Regions from separate parts of the Zea mays genome. Here all the other regions are linked to region 1. A link is a contact called in public Hi-C data. All regions are on one chromosome and are shown on one strand. Each heading gives the region's core, a stretch centred on a gene start, on an enhancer-like site or on the middle of the called end of the contact. The rest is flanking DNA. Distances are from core to core; before and after follow the strand shown.

Region 1 (3,062 bases), core at 357-2,856:
GGTTCTCGGTGTATAAGCATGAGTATATCCTGGAAGGGCTTGCTAACAGCTTACCGATTATATGCTCCACAGACCACATAGCATAAAAGAAAGTTGTAACATTAGTGGCTCACCTGCTACTCCATCCGTTTATAAATAAATGACAACGTTGACTTTTTTAAAAAAAAATTGACCACTAGTCTTATTTAAAAAAGTTATCATTTATTTTTTGTAATTTGTTTTATCACTTAAGTTAGTTTGTGCTTGACTTAAAATTTTACATTTTGAATAAATATTTTAAAATGAATATTTTGAATAAGATGAGTGGTCAAAGTTTTCGAAAAAAAATCAACGGTGTCATATATTTGTAAATGGAGGTAGTATTTGTTTCTCCAAACTTTTTTCTATTGACAATGTCAACATTTTAAGGATCAGCAGACTGGCACCACGCATATAGCTAATGAATCTTCAACGTTGACTTTACCAAATTTTAGATCACTCTAGCGGAGACGACAATGGGTAAAAACCTGCTAGGTATTACTTGTCTAAATTTATACCTGCAAAGAAAAAATATGCTTACTAAAAAACTCATACCTATAATGGGTATAAAATTTGTCTAAACCCATGCCCATGTGGGTTTTGGGTATCTACTAACATCAACACAAAAAATTATTTATTGTATAAATGATAGTCAATGTATTAATAAGGCAAAATAAAAGGAACAAGTGATAACTAATTTTAGCTTAAAATTTGTTATATTTAGTTTATTTTAATTAGAACATATTCAATTAATAATATTATAAGATATATTGATTTTAAGATGGGTTTTAAAAACCTATGGGTTTGCGGGTATGAGTAATAGAAGACCCATGCTCACGTACCCGCTGGGTTTTTATTTGAACCCATTAATTTACTTATGTGTAGAGAAATTAACTAAAACCCATACTCTAAGGACTAGTCTGGGAACCCATTTTCTTAAGAGATTTTCATTTTTCGAAGAGAAATTAGTTCATTTTTATTGGGTATTTTAGTCTGGGAACCCATGCTCACGTAAACAAGGCAGAAAAAGAAATAGTAAAAAGGATGGATGACTAAAGTCTAAGTTCATGCTTGGGCTAAGTTTATATTGGGTATTTTATACCCACGGGTTAACGGGTATGGGTGAAGGCGGAACGTTCTAATACCCGTTTACCCATTGGGTGAAGATTTTTGCCCAATAACAGACCCACAGGTAGAATATTTAGCCCACATACATATCCTAATGGAGTAAATACCCATCGGGTATCGGGTCGCGGGTACCCATTACCATCTCTAGTCCTAATAGAGTAAAACTCACTGGATTTCGGATAGCGGGTAATCATTGCCATCTCTACTCTATGTAGCAATTCGTTGAGTCATCTCTCTTTTTTTCAAGAGAATGGTTCTTTCCCTCACATGTGACAGCGGAATAATCCAACACAGTCTAGGTCCTGTCACCGGAGTAAAGTAAAACGGCCCAGCTGGGTCAAAGCTTTCTTGGGCCGGAGGGCAGTTTAAGTTCTGGAACCTTCTAGACGCCTCCCCTATAAAAGATGTGCCTGTCCACTGTGACTCCAGAGTCCAGACCATAGCCTGCAGCCTTCCATCCACGAACTCCCGTTCTCCATTTCCAGCCATGGCGGTGTCGATCGAGCTCACCAAGGAGTACGGCTACGTCGTGCTGGTGCTGGTGGCCTATGTCTTCCTCAACCTTTGGATGGGCTTCCAGGTCGGCAAGGCCCGCAGAAAGTAAGCTCTCCGAAATCTGAATCGCTCGTCGCCATTGTTGTCTTCGTTTGTCTCCGCCCAACTTATTTCATCAACGGACATAATAATATGATGGTTTCCGCGGTGATTCTTCTTTAGGTACAAGGTGTTCTACCCCACCATGTACGCCATCGAGTCGGAGAACAAGGACGCCAAGCTCTTCAACTGCGTGCAGGTGCGCCCAAGATTCTGACATCCTCTCCCCTCCCCCGTGATTAATTAATTGCTCTTGTGAGGGGTTGGGACTTTGGGAGGCATCTAAATTTCCGCTGGTTCTTGTGGTTGACTGCAGAGGGGGCACCAGAACTCTCTAGAGTGGATGCCCGTTTTCTTCGTCATACTGCTGCTGGGCGGTCTGCAGCACCCGACCATCGCCGCCGGTCTGGGCGGCATCTACATCGTCGCGAGGTTCTTCTACTTCAAGGGATACGCCACCGGCGTTCCGGACAACCGTCTCAAGATTGGGTAAGTTTGCTTCCGTAGTGAGGCTTTGCGTCAGATGCAGAAGATGCTGATAAAATTATGAGATCTCCACGCACTTGCAGAAAACGTAAATCATATAGCGGAGAATTAACAGAGTTTAACTTGTTTCGGTTTGTTATGAAATATCAGTCTCCAACTCTCCATGAAAATGTAGAGTACCGGTAGTCGTATACTCGTACAAATCGTCTCCACCAATTGCACTCTACGCCTTTAAAAGTGAGGCACACGTTATCACACAATTTCTTTTTCTGCCTTGTTTACGTGGTACGAAGCTTCTGCTATATTCTATGGTTTCCTGAATGCTGGTAGTGGGCAGGTAGCCAGTGCTCGATAGTCGGTAACGGTAGTTAACGATAGCGGAACCCCATTAAGGTTTATGAATTCATTTATTGATGAATTCATCTGTTGATGCATCAAGTGACTGTTGAAATGGCGCATGCTTTTTAGAAATTTTAATTGAGCCTTTGTGCTGAATTTCTGCACCATAGCGTCCTTCTTTTTCCCCCTCGAGGCCCTAGCTAGCTACTTGTCTGGTCAAACTGTCCAGCCTCTCAATGTTCACACAAGTCATTGCTGTGGCCTGAGACTTTGTGGCCGGTTACACCGGTAGGTGAATTGTAATTCACATGTTTGGACCACAGCTGATTTGATTTGCTAGGAGGTCAGTCAACCGCTGTTCAGCATGGTCAGTGGGAATGGCAAATTGTAGTCCTGTAGGGTTTGTCCTGACCTAACCACTTCTGGTTTAGGTAGAATGTCCTCAGATGAGTAATACAAGGATGGCGTGTGCTAAACGGTTCCTCTGAAAGTTTGTG
Region 2 (3,062 bases), core at 348-2,847, 180 kb before region 1:
TTGCCATGACATTTGTCAATTTGTCTTCTGGGATAACCGCTTTATTGTATTGTCCTGCCTCATAATATATAATCTACTTCCTTATATAATAAAAAAACAATCTCATCCTTTCCAAGCAGATCATTTGAATTGCAACATCAATATTTTTCCTCCAAAGAACATGTACTACAATTAACGCTACACATTAACAGAACATAGCATTAGTACAGGCATAGTGTACTAGTGTGCAAACTGTTGGCAATAAATCAAATCGCTCATGTGTTTTTTTGGTAACCGTCGTTAATTACATACTACTACAGTGAAAAAAAACAACTTCCATGCCAATATATTGACAAGACGAAGAAACCATCTCCTCCGTTGCGATCTGGATGCCGCTAAAATCCCCACTTTGTTCTGACCGATGCCGGCTTTCCCCTGGCAGGCTCCCGCTGTTTCGGTTCGTCCACTGCAACGTTGCCGTGGTTTGCCTCGTCGTCCTCCGGCGTGATCTCAACATCTGAACTGTAATTCCGGCCATGCCCAATCTTCTCGGGTTTGTTTCCATGAAGCACCTCATCTTGTTTCTCGATCTCAGGATCATCCATTTGCGTCCTCCCTGCCCTCCTCCTGTCACCGGGCCCCCTGGGCTCCCCACGCGAGAGCTCCATGGCCGCCTTCGCGGCGGCGGCTGCCGAGGCGGCCGACTCGAACGCGGCCTGAGCTGCCGCTTCCACGTCCTTGTACCTCTGCGCCGAGTGGCCGGAGATGTCTTCGTCCCGGCCATCAACTGGTGGCGTCCTACTGATCCTCTCGCCATCGTGCTCCGTCTTCCTGTGGCTGTGGTTGGAGCTCCCCGAGTCCTCGTAGGGAGGAGGCGGCTCGTAGATGCGCACGGCGATCCCTTTGTCGGCGGCGATCTCCTGTAGCACCAGCTGTCGGCTCTCCAGGCTCGGCTGCTTGGTCGACAGCTTCTGCACGATCTGTCGAGAATCCAAGTTTAGTCGAGAATCCAAGGTTGAGAAGTCAGTCGGCCAGCCAGCCAGAGTACGCGGGTCGCCGCCGGGCCTCACCTTGGGGTTGACCCCGCACCCGCTGCGGAGGTTGGACGCGGCGGAGACGAACTCCCTGCCGAACTTGGCGGCGAGGATGGCCCGGACCTCTTGCAGCTCCGGAAGGTCCCCGCACCTGGCGGCGGCGTATACCAGCCCCGCCGCCGCCTCCCGCAGCTCCTCGGGGCACTCCCCCCTGTGCGCGTCGTCGACGAGCGCGGCCCGCTCGGCGATGAGGTTGCAGCAGGCCTCGAGCTCGGCGAGGACGTCGAGCGCGTTCTGCTCCCGCACGACGTGCTCGGCGCGGGCCAGCGCGCGGTCCGCGTGGCCGAGGCGGAGAAGCTGCTCCACGTCCCCGCGCGCCTGCCCGCACCGCACCTGGCGGTGGCCCCGCACCACGCCGAGGCGCGTCGCCGCCAGCCCCAGCAGCGACTTGAGCCGCGCCGTCTGCTTCGTCGTCCGCCCCAGCAGCACGTCCAGCCTCCTCCCCATCGCCTCGCACTGGGGCGGCAGCCGGCAGCACCGAGCTCGCTAGCAACACGCGGTCCCCCGAGGCGAGCCCTGGCTGCTGCCGATCGAGTCGTTGCGCGGCTTCGCCCTGGTGCTTTTATACCCCGGGGCCGGGTCGTGGCGTGGTGTGTGTGAAAGATGGGAGGAAACTGGAGGACCGGTACGTGAGATGGCTGACGCGGGCGATTAAGGCGAAGGATCCGAGGATGGTGAACTGGTGATACTGATACGCTTCCCTTCCTTGTGGTGGTGGGTTTGCTTTGTGGCGAAGCGAGCGGGCTTTTAAACGTCTGAGCGGACGCGCTCACGTTTTTCGGCCGCGCGGCACGCGGGTTTTGGCCGCCCGACCGGGGTTGTCTGTCCTCGGCTCGCTGCTGGGATCTCCGGACCGGTAGTCGGCGGGTGCAGATCGCCACGTCGGCGAGTGGCGCCGGTTTTCTTTGTCTTCGATTCGTTTTGCCTGGCTGGGCAAGCAGGGTGGTCGAAGTCGAAAACGACGGTGCAGCGACTGCGGCTGGAAACTTGCGGCACGGTGAGCCGGGCCGGGAACGGGGAGGAAACAGTCGCGCCAACTAATCTAGAAAACGTTGCGGGACTGTGACTCTGTGAGAGCGTGCGTCCGTATATAACCACCTCCATTTCGTACGGCCTGGTCTACAAGGCAGTGGCTCGTCGTGTCGGTATCGACGCTGTCTCATGATAGAGAGTGACGTGTGGTTTCGTCGTCCAGGTCGCGACCGGAGGCCCGCTTTTACTGTGTCAAACGCGCCTTCCCCTTTTCTACGGCTGACATTTTCTTTTGTCATTTCCGAGTGCCGCCGATCACTCTAGATCTGATTTCTTCTCTTCAAAAACGAAGAACTAGGCTTCGTTGCATTCAGATAGAGTGTCCACAGCAAATTGTCCAGGCGCACACACACCTAAATGTTAAGAGGAGCAACTAAACCGCTATAGCAGGAGCCCCTTCTACATCCTGCCCGCCCATGGCTACCTAGCTCCGTCCCTGACCGTAGCTCAGTGGTATATGCTCGACGGCGGTTACGAGCTGGCCGGTCCTGATTTCGATTTATATCGTTCTCACGGTTTTCTACCGTTCATTTGGAGAGGCTCTCGCCCGGTAACCGTCAAAAAAAATTGCAGACACAAACGAACATTGAAAAATTGCATTAGATATCCGGATAATAACGACGTGCCGGCCTCAGCTGCACCAAAACATCCATCGAGTATTGATAAGAGAACAGCGAAAAAGACTGCTTCTAGTCACCTTCCACGGAAGAAAAAACGAAGCAACATAATTAACGTCGAATGCGACTTGTTGGTGAATTAACGTTTTGCCAGGGATGATTGATCGGTTCCAGTACGTACGGTACGTCAGAGACGTGAGCGCGGTGAGCGCCCAAGGCTGCCACGATACGGATACGTGCACCACCACAGGATTAGAGCTGAAAGTTGTCCGGACTCGGGCTAACTTTTTTTTTTACCAACACGACAGAAAATAATTGTAGGCTAGGTTGTAACGTGTCC
Region 3 (3,062 bases), core at 315-2,814, 140 kb before region 1:
CCAGTACATGCAGAGCCTTGGCGCCGCATAGGGCATCGCTCCGCCACCTCCATTGTTCCCTCCAGTTGACCCTGCTCTCTTCCACACTCCTGTGAGTATCAAAATTGTAGTTAGATGTTTGTAATGCATCTGGTATAACAAATGCAATCTCTTCTCTGTGCAGGGCCAATCTGGGGCGGCATCTAACAACCCTCCGGAAGGGTTCAGCCCAACGCAGCCCCGGTCAAGCCGCCCACCTCCATGAGTGTTGTGTTTTCATTGTTTTAGACTTCAGAACTTGTGTATAATACTTATGTCTGTGTTTGATACTTATGTGAGAGCTTGCGACGTTTGAGACTTATGTTTGTGTTTGATACTTGTGTTGAACACTTATGTTTGTGATGGATATTTATGTTTGTGGTGACGGTTGTATGTTTGTGTTGGCTATTTATGTTTGTGATGATATCTGTGATGTATATATGTGATATCTTTTGTTTGTGTGGATGGAATACAAAAAACAAATAAAAAACGTATATACTGGTCACTTTGCCGAGTGTAACACTCGGCAAAGAGGAGCTTTGCCGAGTGTCAGGGTCATAACACTCGGCAAAGAGCAAAAACCTGGGCACCGGTTTAGGGACTTTGCCGAGTGTTATGTCGCTGGCACTCGGCAAAGAGGCCGGCTTTGCCGAGTGCCGCACAGAGCACTCGGCAAAGAGCCTGACATGGGGACCCTCCCAGGCGGGCTCTTTGCCGAATGCTTCAGGGAAGACACTCGGCAAAGACGTTGTCTCCGTCACCCGTCGCCGTAACGGCTGTTTTTCTTTGCCGAGTGCTCTCTGGCACTCGGCAATTGCCGAGTGCCTGAGAAAAAGTACTCGGCAAAGAAGGCTTTGCCGATGCATTGTTTGCTGAGCCTTCTTTGCCGAGTGTCAAAGCCTTTGCCGAGTGTTTTTAAGACTTTGCCGAGTGCTTCGGTCACTCGGCAAAGCGCCCGTTTCCGGTAGTGAACACATCACAGTGAACATAATATCTAGACTACCGGATATACTACTAACACGTTATGTGCAGTATGCATAAAGAACATGTAATAAACTTTCTGGGATGGGCATATCTGGTGAACGTGGAAAAACCTTTTTGTTGCGTTTATTGCAGACTTTGCAGTCCACGTTCTTCAGGGTTTCCCCGTTTCCCATCTCGGACGGTTTCGAGGCTGCGGCTACCCGCTCCCGCTCGTGTCCTCTGGTTCCTTTGTGGGTCAGTGGCCAGTGGGGCAGTGGGTGGCTATGTGTTGGCTTGCTTCCTCGCAGTCGCAGCTCGGAGTGCACATCCGTCCGCTTCCCGCCTTCCCCTCATCCCTGGACACCGCCAGTGGCTCCGGAGTCCGAACATGAGCAGTATTCAGGAGCGTGTTCTGCGTAGTTCACACTTCACACGGCGCCGTAAGCGTTTGGCCCTGGGCCATTTGACCGTGTCATGGTCACCACTCACTATACGCCAGCCACGAGTTCGATTATTGGCGCCTGAGGCGGGTACTGGGGCAGCCTGGTCTGCCTATAAAAAGGGGTTCTTGGTGCACTGAGCACTACAGCTCTGCTCACTCTCATCACTTCGCTCCAAGCCAGTGCTAGCCCGGCCCCTTGTGTACGTGAGAGACGGCATCGTACCGTAGAGCAGCATCCATGGCGGCTCAGGGAAGTGGCAGTGCTCGTGGCAGCGGCGCCGCCGCCGCGCTTGCGCTGGTCCTCCTCTGCGTGCTCCTCCACGGCGAGTTGGCCGAGTCGGCGGTGTACACGGTCGGCGACCGCGGCGGGTGGAGCTTCAACACCGCCAACTGGCCCAAGGGCAAGCGGTTCCGCGCCGGCGACGTGCTCGGTCAGTGCTACTAGCTCTTTGTTCATGCATGTCAGTGTCACGGCCCCTCCAGCTTCGTTCCCTAAATTAAGGTCCATACCATGGATGGCTGCTGTTTTGCGTGTGCACGCGTTCTTCGTCGTGCAGCGTTCAGGTACAACGCCAAGGCGCACAACGTGGTGCCCGTGAGCGCGGCGGGGTACAAGTCCTGCAGCGCGCCCAAGGGCGTGAGGGCGCTCACCACCGGGAACGACCGCGTCACGCTGAAGCGCGGCGCCAACTACTTCATCTGCAGCTTCCCAGGCCACTGCCAGGCCGGCATGAAGATCGCTGTCACCGCCGCGTGAGGCCCCCGGCCGATCAGCCGCGCCGGCGACGACGACCGCCGGACACACGGGCTCGATCGGTGGCCAGCTTTTTATTATTTTTATTTCCCTCTCCAAAGTAAAAGCGTCGCGTCCTTAACCTGCGTGCTGGTAGGCGGTGTTAGGTGTGTGGAGACCGGCCGGCACTATAGAGAACTAAATCGAATGATGGTGTACTCGATCACTACGTACTGACGTGTATGAGTTTGTGTTGATGTGGAGAACAATAAAGGCATGTGTACGCGTTTGTATATCCTGTACTCAGTTCATGTGCGATATATATATATGCTAGCTATGCCTGCTTGAGCTACAATAAAAGAATAAGAAAAAAAAATACGACTACAATGTTTTGGGTGGGCCGTGGGTGGGTGCGAGGATGACGCTAAAGATGCCACTAAAGGGCAGTAGTGGTGCTGAATCATGAAACAACCTCAGACAGACAAATAACCGAAGAAAAGACTTCTGTGTGAATGGACGTCGAACCAACCAGCCCGTAAAACGGGATTTAAACTCTAAGTCAAACTCAAAAATTGATTTGTTTTAAGGCAAAGAGCAGCTCATATTTGGTTTGGTTGGTTGTAGAGCTAAAATTAAACTCTAAGTTACAAGCCATAGGTTTTAATCAATTATTTTTTATTTGTTCCAATCATGTATATTACCTCTAATCTATACCCTATATGACCTATCAGTTTAAACTTTGCAAAACACACCCAACCAAATCACTCCCACACTCATAATGCTAATGTCAAGATTATTTGGCTTTAAGTTCAGCTCATGAACTTCATATTTCACTTTTAAGGGCGCCCGCTCTATGGTGTGGCAATATTATTGGAGCCACCTAACTTTCTGCCAATATTATTTTTC

Evidence for each region. A called contact is a pair of places that touch in the nucleus more often than the background predicts.
Region 2: a contact with region 1 is called in a Hi-C map of tassel, with 2.5 times the contacts expected there. The contact joins the promoter of LOC100277671 here to the promoter of LOC100216831 in region 1. A contact is called at or near these places in 2 of 25 Hi-C or Micro-C datasets (endosperm and tassel).
Region 3: a contact with region 1 is called in a Hi-C map of endosperm, with 2.6 times the contacts expected there. The contact joins the promoter of LOC100284336 here to the promoter of LOC100216831 in region 1. A contact is called at or near these places in 4 of 25 Hi-C or Micro-C datasets (ear, endosperm, leaf and 1 more).

The regions. Positions count from the first base shown.
Region 1 is chr1:273,594,295-273,597,356 of Zm-B73-REFERENCE-NAM-5.0, reverse strand. It overlaps LOC100216831, which reads left to right and starts at 1,606. Exons shown (of 3, transcript NM_001143225.1): 1 at 1,606-1,746; 2 at 1,864-1,939; 3 at 2,057-3,062. The coding sequence starts at 1,634. The coding sequence ends at 2,233. LOC100283589 (mRNA) reads left to right here. Exons shown (of 14, transcript NM_001156490.2): 14 at 1-168. The coding sequence ends at 16.
Region 2 is chr1:273,771,028-273,774,089 of Zm-B73-REFERENCE-NAM-5.0, reverse strand. It overlaps LOC100277671 (Regulator of Vps4 activity in the MVB pathway protein), which reads right to left and starts at 1,597. Exons shown (of 2, transcript NM_001151178.2): 1 at 1,050-1,597; 2 at 98-959. The coding sequence starts at 1,520. The coding sequence ends at 375.
Region 3 is chr1:273,734,874-273,737,935 of Zm-B73-REFERENCE-NAM-5.0, reverse strand. LOC100284336 (chemocyanin) reads left to right here and starts at 1,564. Exons shown (of 2, transcript NM_001279734.2): 1 at 1,564-1,854; 2 at 1,981-2,522. The coding sequence starts at 1,662. The coding sequence ends at 2,180.